Linked DNA regions of Mus musculus: all the other regions are linked to region 2. The links are chromatin contacts, called in public Hi-C and HiChIP or PLAC-seq maps. All regions are on one chromosome and are shown on one strand. The core of a region is the stretch at or near the end of the contact, and the rest is flanking DNA. Distances in the headings are between cores, read along the strand shown.

Evidence for each region. Hi-C and Micro-C count contacts between places; a contact is called where the count stands out from the background. HiChIP or PLAC-seq counts read pairs in DNA pulled down with a chosen protein or histone mark.
Region 1: a contact with region 2 is called in a Hi-C map of uterus, with 3 times the contacts expected there. The contact joins two enhancer-like sites. A contact is called at or near these places in 1 of 484 Hi-C or Micro-C datasets (uterus) and 3 of 115 datasets of contacts at active chromatin or transcription factors (kidney, pancreatic cancer cells and vascular smooth muscle cells).
Region 3: a contact with region 2 is called in an H3K27ac HiChIP or PLAC-seq map of acute myeloid leukemia, with 4 times the contacts expected there. The contact joins two enhancer-like sites. A contact is called at or near these places in 1 of 39 promoter capture datasets (liver), 5 of 484 Hi-C or Micro-C datasets (cardiomyocytes, cerebral cortex, embryonic fibroblasts and 1 more), 6 of 115 datasets of contacts at active chromatin or transcription factors (the NIH/3T3 cell line, acute myeloid leukemia, astrocytes and 3 more) and 1 of 9 other capture datasets (embryonic stem cells).

What each region holds. Positions count from the first base shown.
Region 1 is chr16:25,863,428-25,867,346 of GRCm38.p6, forward strand. Trp63 (transformation related protein 63) reads left to right here. Exons shown (of 14, transcript NM_001127259.1): 6 at 248-363; 7 at 1,820-1,929; 8 at 2,648-2,784. Among named protein-coding and RNA genes, the nearest start is that of Gm24928, 160 kb to the left of the region's middle. Within about 2 kb of position 2,319, at least 38 of the 459 cell types and tissues checked have an H3K27ac peak or open chromatin away from gene starts, as enhancers often do. A contact at or near this core is called in uterus, where this site is marked.
Region 2 is chr16:25,463,489-25,467,383 of GRCm38.p6, forward strand. No RefSeq gene overlaps it. Among named protein-coding and RNA genes, the nearest start is that of Tprg, 180 kb to the left of the region's middle. Within about 2 kb of position 2,368, at least 61 of the 459 cell types and tissues checked have an H3K27ac peak or open chromatin away from gene starts, as enhancers often do. A contact at or near this core is called in acute myeloid leukemia and uterus, where this site is marked.
Region 3 is chr16:25,956,576-25,960,564 of GRCm38.p6, forward strand. P3h2 (prolyl 3-hydroxylase 2) reads right to left here. Exons shown (of 15, transcript NM_173379.3): 15 at 2,709-3,875. The coding sequence ends at 3,783. Among named protein-coding and RNA genes, the nearest start is that of P3h2, 150 kb to the right of the region's middle. Within about 2 kb of position 2,301, at least 67 of the 459 cell types and tissues checked have an H3K27ac peak or open chromatin away from gene starts, as enhancers often do. A contact at or near this core is called in acute myeloid leukemia, where this site is marked.

The DNA.
Region 1 (3,919 bases), core at 1,069-3,568, 400 kb after region 2:
AAACAGCGCTGCAGCGAATATGTTGGTATTCTTAGCTTTTCACTTTTATGAAATAGTTTTCATAGACTGGAACTTCATAGCCAAAGGGCAAAGACACCATTATGGTTCCTTTGCTCAAGGATGTAGGTTTCCTTATGACATTAGACAGCTTCTTAGGCCACCGCCATTCATTTCCATGCCATTTCATTCCATATTCTTGATTCCTAAGGTGTGTAAACTAACTAGTCAGTCCTTTTCTGACCCACAGGACAGATTGCCCCTCCCAGTCATCTGATTCGAGTAGAAGGGAACAGCCATGCCCAGTATGTAGAAGATCCTATCACGGGAAGGCAGAGCGTGCTGGTCCCTTATGAGCCACCACAGGTAAGCAGGCAAAGAGGGCAGAGGCAGACCTGCAGCTGGGCTAGCAGGGCAGAAGACATAGCACAAATTTGGTAACATGTGGGATCTAGCATTTATCACCGTATTCACCCTTGTCATCAAATACATACAAAGCATTCTTTTAATATCTCTTGTTCCCGTGTCACCGCTTTAAAGATCCTGAATGCGGGACTGGAGAGATGGCTCAGCAGTTAAGAGTTCTTGCTGCTTTCCCAAAGGCCATTGGTTCTGTTTCCAACCCCATCTCAATATACATGGTTCTGCCACATACACATAGTGCACATATATCAAGCAAAATGCCCATACACATAAAAAATGAATATATCTCTTTTTTAAATCTTGAATTTAAGAAAGCATTGAATTAGCTTGGTAATGGGGCTGTAACCATGCTGCCCTCCTCAACACAGAAAGTGATGCTTGCAAGCCCATTTTATATAAAGCATTGTTTGATCTAGATGACAGAGCATTGATAGTACATGTAAACAAATGCTATGGTTTTTGTTTTTTGTTTTGTTTTGTTTTGTTTTGTTTTTTAATAGTAGATGTGAATAGGAGAAGCTATAGCACATTGTTTAACTGAAGTTTGCCTGAACAGATGGTTCGGTTACACATGTGTGTGTGAAGCACAATAGACCTGTGGAACATATACAGTAGTCACAGGACCACAGGAGTAACAGAGCTAATCTGCTGGAGTCACCTAGATAACTATGGGCTCTTTGGCATGTGACTCACCCTCTCTGGGTTTCACAGGCCTTGTGTATAAATGAACGATATAGATGATTTAATTCTGAGGGCGTTCTAGCTCTAGGATATTCTTCATGAAGATAAACATTCAAACCTACACAATACTGTTTTATCTTCAAAAAGAAAATATCCCCCCAAAGAATTGCTGCTAATTTTGGCATATTAAAAAAAAAAAGCCTCCTTTTCCAGAGCTCTCTGTGTGGTGCTGAAGTGAGTAACTTGGGTGAGGTTGCAAATCACAGAGCCATGAGCCAGTGGAAGTCATATTGCCAGTGTTGGCCTTGTGCTAGAAACATTAGTTTAGCTGGGCAGTGGTCGAGCACACCTGCAATCCCAGCACTTGGGAGGCAGAGGCAGGACGATTTCTGAGTTCGAGGCCAGTTTGGTCTACAGAATGAGTTCCAGGACAGCTAGGGCTACACAGGGAAACCCTGTCTCGGGGAAACAAAAACAGAAAACAAAAACAAAACAAAACAAAACAAAAATCCCAACAACAACAAACAAAACAGAAAGAAACATTAGTTTGACGCCTTCTAAAAAGCAAGACTGTGAGAGCTCTCCAGGGGATTTTACAATATCCCTTCCTAGAAGGAAACATGCCATTTGAAGTGGAGTTCTGGAGGGCAGAGCAAAAGCCATGTTACATGTTACATCATGTATATAGACATGTATGTTTCTTTCTCTCCTGTCTCAGGTTGGCACTGAATTCACAACAGTCCTGTACAATTTCATGTGTAACAGCAGCTGCGTCGGAGGAATGAACAGACGTCCAATTTTAATCATCGTTACTCTGGAAACCAGAGAGTAAGTGGCAGTGAGCAGAACCGAAATCACAAACAGCCAAAGGCCAAGGACCAAGCAGAATTCTTTGTTTTTGTTTTTGTTTTGTTTTGTTTTTTGTTTTTTGATTTGTTTTTGTTTTTTCCACTGCCTTTGCCTTTAGAAAGAGAAGACCCAGATTCAGTGCTTTGAGCTGCAAATCCCTTGTAAACACTGAAAGATCTGAGAAAGTGGAGACAGGGAAGGGGTGTGGGGGTAGAGGAGGGGACAAAAAAGAGCCAAGAGAGGCGGGCCATTCACTTCAGGCCCAAATTCTTGATGTTTGACTGGAATTGTTTTGGAGAGACAGCGTTTGTTTTCATGTGGCCACAAGGCATTTAACAGTTTCCTTGAGCAGTCTGAGCTGCCTGAGAGGGATTTTATCCAAGGACATCCCCTGGCTTAACTCAGGTTTCCTTCAAAATATGTAGCTAAATACAGCTGTTCAGCTAATGGCTTGGAGATTCTTTGCAGAAGAAATGGAATGTTCTTTATTCACACTGTTTGTGGCATGCAAGCACTTTCCTGTTTTGCCTGGCACTTTTGGGTGCTTGTTCTGAGCAGTTATGCTAAAGATGGGGGGTGGAGGTGGAGGGGAGGCAGGGTATGCATAAGATGGTCCGCATAAGGAAAAATTAGTGGGAGAACTCAAGGGAACCTTGACACCTGTAACCTTAACCTGTGATTCTTCTCTAATTTCCAGTGGGCAAGTCCTGGGCCGACGGTGCTTTGAGGCCCGGATCTGTGCTTGCCCAGGAAGAGACCGGAAGGCAGATGAAGACAGCATCAGAAAGCAGCAAGTATCGGACAGCGCAAAGAACGGCGATGGTACGAAGCGCCGTAAGTAGATGTAGTGGCCAGATGGGGCAGGGTCGAGTCTTCTCCAGATGTAGGACTCTGCAGATAATATTAGGAAGGCTGCGTGAGGAAAACTGTGAGGTTCGTCAGTGAGCGTGATCAGAGGTCACAGAGCAAGTAAGAGTATCCCTAGCAGAAGTAGACCTGAAACAATTTGCTTAAGCTACATCCTTAGCCAGAGGTCTAGTATAAAACTCCTCAGAACCTGACTTCCACACCAACAGCATCAGAAAATTTGACACAGTCTCAGGCTCGCTCCAGACTTGTTGCATCAGAAACAAGTTTTGTTTTGTAAGCCCTCCACCTGGGTGGAATGCTATCTAAAGCTCCAGGCATCGATTTATCTTTCAGCTATTAAGCAGAAGGCTAAAATGGTCCCTGCTCTCCTAGGAACTCTAAGGAGCGGTACCATCTGAGAACACATGTCTTTAGGGATAGTCCAGGGATACACAGATGTGGTCTCATTAAGCCTTGCAGTCACATGTTGAACAGAATGAGGTCTCAGTTACCTTATCATCTGTTCTTAAAGTTGGATTCTAATTAAATGATTTGTAATGGGGCATTTCATGAAACGCAAAGTACAAAATCCTGGAAGCAGAGATGTTCCCTCTGGGAAAGGCTTGACTGATCCGTGGTGTATGCGTCACCTCAGTAGCTCACACAGGGTCCTGAAGGCCAACGGGCTACATCTAAAAACCCTGTTCTGTGTGTTTTGTGGGTCTTGTAGAGAAATATTATTCTAGAAAGAATTTTGCACCCATGTAAGCCTAATGACACTGCAATAAGTTTGTTTGGGTTTTTGAAAAAAAGAAATAAAAAAAGATTCCACTCCATACCCCAGCCTGACCTGGAGATCTGTATCAAGCTGGAGGTGTTGAAGTCACATCAACTTTCTCCCTTCAGTGGTCCCATGTTCTGGAATTTCAGGCATAAACTGCCATGCATAGGTTTCAACAAGTATTTTGAAGTATATACCTTCTTTTATAAGAAGGCCCTAATCTTATAATCTATTAGTATTCAGATGAATTAAAACTTGAATTGTCCTTTACAGGATATCCTATCACCACTGACTTCCACCTGTTGGACACGATATGCTTCATCAATAGATTCCCCCTGC
Region 2 (3,895 bases), core at 1,118-3,617:
CTCAATCACCCTTTCAAGGAGGTTTTTTTAGAGCCATCTATCCACCCTATTAACTGGCCATTGTAATTATTTTTCCATTTTATAGTTGATAGAATTTAGCCGCAGGCAGAGCAGAGAGGTCTTCCAGAGATGAAGGCAACAGCGGTACTACCAAATGCTCGCCTGCATCTTGGCATCTGCACTGTCCAGTTGTCTAAGGGCATTCACATCACCATAGCCAGAATGCCTGCTGCAGTCCTGAACTATGAATGCTTTATGGTGGATGCGCTGCTTAATGACAAGCCTTGAAATCAAATGTGCTAAGAGGAAATTTTTGATAGGATATTGGCTGGTCTCATTATTATCCATACGGTAACTCATCCACTCAAGTATTTGTGAAAATTTTCAGGAAAATCACTTTTAGGTTTTAGCCTATTTGGATAAGAGAAGGGCATTCATTCTGTGACTTTTTTTTTGATCCTTCAGTAAGAGAAAGAAAACAAGTAAGACATTATAATGGTACCCCTTGTTATTTACAGCAGGTGCTATGTCACATGTTCTGCAGGACTTAAAACACACACACACACACACACACAATGGGTATTTTAATTGTTTCTCTTTGATAGACGAGATTGAAGGCTTAAAAGGTCAGAAAACTTGTTCAAAGTAGATTGACCAATGGTAAAATTAAACTCAAACTCATGTCATTGGATACACAGCCTGCACTTTGAAACAGATCAGTGTGCCGCTTACAGAAACCCTGTAGATGCCACAGGCATGTGAGTATGGAGTCCTCTAGGAAAGGATGTCAGGCATCATGGTGACCACTAAGTGCTTCCATGTCCTAAACTAAGTGCTCTAGGTTTTGCCATGGGACCTGCTTTTGCCATGGTGACTCCAGTCTTTTGTGCCCCTTCGTTGCGCTGCTGTCAAATCTTCAGGCCCAGATCACATGGTCCTGATTTATCTCGTCTTCCTGAAACCTGTTGTCAGAATCCATTCCCCCCCCCCCCCCCCCCGTTACTCAGGCGTTATTTTATAGAGCCTCATGCCAGAGTCGACCACTTTAGTCTATGTTCTCTGAGCTTCTTAGGCGCCTCCAGAGTGAAAACAGTAAACAGTGTTCATTTGGTTATTTCCCACATGGGAAATGTTTGCCGGTTGCTGGCTGAAAAGAATGGCTTCATTTCTCAATCTGTCCAGAAACAAGCATATCTTGACCTGCCACTATAGGACGAGTTAGGTGTTTCTGAGAAAGAGTTTATTTTTCTTTTCTTAATTATTCATGGTCTTTCTTCATGGGAACTGGTTCTCCAGTCTGGCATGTGCTAACAAACAAACAAACAAACCCATTTCTGTCCTCGTCCCAGTTTTGTATGACAGAACAGCCCTTTTCTAATAGAGCCCTGGCAGAGCCTAAGCACATCTGCATGGTCTGCACTGTACGGCTGTTTTCTTCAACAATATCCCATTTGCAGCACATTAAGGATCCTGTGCTCTTTTCCATGGGGACTCAGATGCTTCCAGAGGGTGGACTACTTGCTCCTTTTACAGCTCAAATGCAGGCTCCTGTTATTTCTTTGAACATTGGTACTCAAGGGGGTAACCAAACTGTCTAAGACCGTGGAGTTCTAATTAGCCTGTTTAAAACTTCATTTCTCCGAATCATTTGCACCTAAATTAAAGTTACTAGGCTTTGCCCATGACTTTCGAATTGAATGCATCACACTTTCTCTTTACATCTAAGAGATCAGAAAGGAAACAAAAAATTGGAATTAAAAACATGGATGCTATAAAGGGAAGGATAATTCATAAGATCCACAGAGGTAAGAGAGCAAGAAGGCATACTTCCAGTATCCTCAACACCTTTAGAGCCACAGGATCAGGGCATTTCCATCTCAGCTGGAGTATTATGTTAAGTACAAGCTTCTCCAAACGCTTTGTCTATTCCATGGTCTCAGCTCTGGCTGCCTCCACAGCACCATGATGACAGCGTGGGGAGGTAGAAGGGTTCAGCAGCCTGAGGGGGATGGAAGGTATCAGAGAAGTGGGGGTTATTTCAGGTCTTGCTTCTCTAAGCCTTCAACGTCTGAGCCTCGCTTCGAGACGGACCTTCCTGTTGTGAAACACTGGAGCAGTTGTTGCGGTCTGAAGATAAACAACATTCCAGCAGTTCCCCCCACGGTCTCCTGGAGGCCGGGCTTTTCAACAGCTCCCTGGCCTTCAGGCATCCAGGAACCCAGCTTCAGTGTGGTACCTGTAATAGCATACACAGCCATAGCTTTGTGGTGCTGGTGCTCTTAAAATGGATTATGGTAATGAGTCTAGGATGAGTCCTGGGTGCCGCTGCCTGGTCATTAAGTGTAGGAAACACTAACATCCTTTGTGTAGCTTTGGAAGCCCAAACTGTTCTGACTGGAGAGTGGTGAAGAACAAGGGTTCCTTGGCCTGATGTGCAAGCTTCGCATTTTCATTAATGACTGGGCCTGAATTAGGGCTCCCTAGGGTTATATAAGGGCACGCTTGGAAACCAGATGCAAGCTGTTAACAAATTCAATCTGGCTTTATCATGAAAGGGTTGGACCGGAGGTTAGTATACCCAATAGACAAAGTGTCTCACATGCGTTTCCAGTAAGTTTGTGCTTCTTATATAGGTAGGTGTGGTTTTAAAGAGCATAAAACCACAACAAATCAAAGAATAGCTCAGACTTGCCTTTTGCTTATGGTTGAGGTTGGTTTGAGTAATGATTCATGGACTAAGAATGCCGGCTTTAGTCCCTGGCTGAGGCCTACCTGCAGTACCACCAGGATCGACCATTTCTTCAGAACACATTCTCTCACCCTATATCACTTTCTGAAGTTTTCCATTTCTATGCACACCCACCATTATAATTGCCTTCTAGATTAATGTATAAGTTCTATAAAGAACAATTAATAAACTCCATTTGAGTGATAGAATACTAAGGCTTGGGAGATATGAAATAATTTCCCCACGATCTAAGGGCTACCACCATTTTATAAATAAAACAGCTGAATTTTTGATGGCGTTAGGTGTTATAATACCTTTCAAACACACATACACAGACACACAGACACACATACACACACAATTACTTTATGATTGCACAGGGGTATTTCAGGCAGGCAGTCCTAATTAGTGATACTTGCTTTCTTGTATGTGTGTGCGTGTGAGGTACCCAGGACACATCCTGAACTCATTACCATAATCCAATTTAAGAGCACCACACATACACACACACACACACACACACACACACACACACACACACTCACACATACACACACACTCACACATACACACACACACACACATACACACACACACATACACACACACATACACACACACACACACACACGCACACACACACACAGAGAGAGAGAGAGAGAGAGAGAGAGAGAGAGAGAGACCTCCTGCTCATCTATCTTTAGCACTACAACACCATTACCATTATTAGATCTTGCTAACACTTTTATGCCATATCTACAGAGCTCCTTTTGTGATTCCCCAGAATCTGAAGGTGTAAGCTCTTTTCAGTGGAGTCCCCTGTTAGGAAAATTGCCTCTGTGCTCTTTGAACGTTACCCCTTGAGTTGTCATTATCTGCAAGGTTTAAGGGCAGATTTTGAGTTGGGTAGTAGCAATGTAAACCACCAGACAGCCATTTTCCTTTTTGACGCTTTGCCTCTGGGTATTTAAAGGATGGAAATAAGACAAGATGGAAGTTCCCTTGGGAATTCAGGCTTCTCACTAACACAATGAGAAACGCGAATGACAAAAGGTCCTCATCCGAGCACAGTGAAATGGCCCTTCACGTGTAAAGCGCCTAGCACAGTTCTCCATAGAATCAATACTACAGTGAGAATTATTACTTCTTCCCTTAACACCAATGTTC
Region 3 (3,989 bases), core at 1,051-3,550, 490 kb after region 2:
CAAATTGTCCGGGAGCAGAAGATTTGAGGGTGGGCTGCTGGGACCATGTGAGAGGGTAACGTCATTCCACAGGCTTCTTGGCGATAGGTGGAAGAAACCCAGGGTCTTGTAGTTTGGAATTTTTGCCAAATGGCTCCTCTTTCCCTCTAAGAGTTCAGTGTGTGGGACTGGTCTCCTTTTCCCCACTTTCCAGCTACAACAATGTCAGCTTCCTCCGAATACTTAATGCTTTGGCATGAGGAGCTTCTGAGGTGGCCCCATTACTCCTTCCTTGACGTCATTGAGGGAGTTGTTCCCTGTGGCTGTCTTCTGTGAAATAATTCAGCATTTGTACTTCAATTAAAATTCATAGGTATAAATTATTAAATGGAACTGACTCATTCCGTGGCTTCTCTTCAGCTGAGTACATGCCAAAGAAATGTTACTTATTGTGCGAATGATGAGAAGCCAGGAAAACGGAGAAGTCCTTGTCAGCTGAGAGGCAGGCTGTACAGAAAGGTACTTCACATCCCAGGTTGCACTGTCCTAGGTCAGTCCATGGTACGTTTAAGTCAAAGACAATCTCTATCTTTGAGGGGCAGCAAAAAGACACCATCCATGATTCCCTCATGATCTCTATGACTGTCATGGGGGTTGCTGCGCACTAGGTATGTCTCATGAAGGAACTGGAAGCAAGTTGAATTAGGGACTTGGGTCCGATGTATCTCATGGAACAGAAGGAGATGCATGCTGTCTCACAGCTATTAGGTGGAAAAGAAAAAGAGTTTGTGTGATTCTAGAAAAGCAAACCTTTCCTGTTAGCAAATTAGTTAGGCCTGGGCAGATGGTGTAGAGAGCAACAGTTCTCAGATGGTTTTGCTTTTCTCTGGTAAGATCTTGCTTCTTCCTCTGGCTCCATGCTCTTAAGTCAAGGAAGTGTCTACAGGCAGTCATTACAGTGTTCATGGCTCTCTTTGTCTTCCACTGTTAAATGGGCATTGTATCCCATGCTTAGAACATATGTGCATTCTCCAGGAAAGACCATATTTAGTGTTATATCTGTTCGATACAGTATTATGATGATGAAAACCAGCCTTTGAAATATAGAACTTTGAAAAAGGAAAGGACAAATGGTCCTTAAGTGATAAAAAAGTAAGACTTTGTTATTTACTCTGCTGTGAGCTTAGGGTCCATGTGTGTAAACAAGGGAAAAGGTGGCCCTGGTGGAAGGATCTAGACCTGCAGAGGCATGGATGAGAGAGGCAAGTTCCATCTTTGGCCAAAGAGGTAAACGTACAAATTCTCTAGGTAGAGGGAGCCCTGCATCTAGATTTCAGCCTCACAGGCAAGGCATTCTTGCATCCCCTATTCCAACAGCGGTGGCTTCAGTCCTACTCCTGTCTGCTCTAACTCAGTCATCACAGCATCATGTCGGAGCCTCAGTTTTTGCCCAAAGTGAAAGAGGCAACTGGATTGTAATCTCTTTGGCTTTCTTCAGCCCTTATAACTACAAATATTCGAATGGGATTTTCCACTTATTTGCAAACAGGACTATTTAACATATAGACTCTAATTTCTGAGTTTGGCTTTCCTAAGTCATTCGATGGCACTCCCTAAATATTTGAATGAAATTATGCATGGTTTGATGTGGAGCAGATTAAAAAAATGAATGCTTTAGTAGATCTTCGATGTTCCAGGTGTAAAGCAACATGGCCAACCAGCAGAACGGGAACAACCACTCCCTGCTGTCAGCGTGACACACGATGGGATCGCACACAACAGTGGCGGCATCTACTGAGGCGCTTACCCACTTTCTATGGGCTGGATGGCACATTCTGTGCTGAAGCTGCTGCCTCTCCCAGGGCACGAGCGCACCCAGGAAACAAGAACTGTGCAGAGCCAAGGTCTGATTTCTTTGTTGATGTCTTGTAACCAGAAAACAGAAATTAGATCCTTGCCCAGATCTGTCTATCATGGAGTTTTTGTGCCAGCAAGTGCTTTGCAGTGAAGAGCAAACAAATTAACTGCTTCACATATCACGAACTGTCAACCCTAAAGTCGGGGTAAAAGTTTCATAGCCCTGTAGTAGCCCTGTGGTGACGTCACTTGCCACTCTCAGATGTTAGCAGAAAAAAACTTGCTTGTATTTTTTAATATTTCTAATATTAGTCTTGCTATTGGTTTATGTTCAGTTTGAATCTTGAGGAAGGCATAGGGTTTTGGAAACAATTATAATGAATGACACCATTTTCAGAAGAGGAACTGGAGTCCAGAAAGAGGAAGCGAGTTAGTTGCTTTAGGTCACCCGGGAATTGAGAGCTTTGCCCAGTCTTCCACGGCAGAGATACATCCTGAATTCTGGTTTGGCAGTGGTAGGCCAACAGCACACAGCACTGAAGTTGAATTTCTCAGTTCCACCGAGCAAAGTCTTCTTAGCCCTAACCAGATCACAAGTGGCAGAAAGTGAACCTCCCCCTTTACTGGAGCACATTGCAACAGTGGGTGTGGTCTGAGAGCAGAGCCTTTGCAGTGAACCCCGAAGTCTTTGAGTTCTCTGAATTAACACTCCAGCTCGCTAGCCAGTCTTGTTCCCTCCAAAGCAAGTTACCCACTTTCTTGCAGACCACTGTCTGCTGGCAGAGTTGTCATGGTCCATGTGTTCCTGGGTTGTCCCAGATAGTTACAAAAACATCATTGGAAGATAAAATAGGTGTGCATCGGAAGACAAGTTCTGTAACAAGGATCCCTTTATTAAACACTTCAGACACAGCATGCCTGTGTGAGCTGACAGCAGCAGGAAGAGGAGGCTGCCCAACAGAAGCCATTGAGGTGCAGCCTGTGAGAAACAGCTCTGAATTTATACCAGCAGGAGCCCCTCTCCAGCAGCAATAGTGCCTAGGGCAGGGCAATTTAAGGTATTCATTCTTCCATCACCACTGGGGGTGAACCTACACTGCTGGAACCCCTGTTTAGGTGTCCCCTCTTACAGAGCACTGTGGAGGGGAATCAGAACTTCATTTGAAAACACCAGTCCTAACATTCTACCCAAGGGGACCCCGTGCCATAGTCCTTAATCCAGTGGTGGCTTCCTCAAGCCTGAAAGATGCTGTTCTCTGTGATTCTTGGGACTTGGCAGACTGTGTCCTGGGAGCTCCTGTAGACACAAGGCAAACTTGCTGTGAAGAGTCTGAACTCTCAGCCAATGGAACCATGAAAGGTGATGGGGGAAAGGCAGCAAACCATAGAAGCCTGAGACCAATTCACATCCTATCTTTAGACCTCGGGGCACACTCTAGCTGTGGGGTGCTGAGTGCAGGCTGATCATGTTGATATTCTGAATATGCTGCAAAGTAACTGTGTGTGTGTGTGTGTGTGTGTGTGTGTGTGTGTGTGTGTGTGTGTGTGTGCCATGTAGTGTTTGTGTATCTGGGTGGTATGTGTTTCTGTATGTTTATGTTTGTCTTATGTATGTGTGGCGTATTTGGGAGTTTGTGCCATGTGTACATGGCCTGTGTGCACTTCTGTAGTGTAAATTCTGTTGCATGTTTACTGGTGTGACATGAAGAGTGTGGGTGTTGTGACTCAGTGCGGTGTGTGCTTGAGGGTGTGAATGGGCTCTGAATGATGAACTGAAGCAAAACAATGAAGACCAGAAGAAAGCAAATGAAGCGAAGTTGGGAACAGGGGGAGAAATCTAACGACTCTTAGTATCCTGTTAATTTATACTACGGCTCTGTACAAAAATAAAAAGGTTCTCATAAGATCATCTATTTAAATAAATATTCAATAGAGCACTCTCTTTTCTATAGCTCATCTTTGGGGTTAATATTCAGTCCATGCTTCCCGCGCTGTTCTTGATCCAAGATGGCAATCACTTCATCTGCCTGTATCCGCTCCTGCAAAAAGACAATTGACACATTTCTGGTACAAGTGTAATAACCAGCCCGGGCAGCAGATGCTTCCCCAACATTTCCAGCCAGCCATCTGTGCACAGATTGGTGCAACACCCA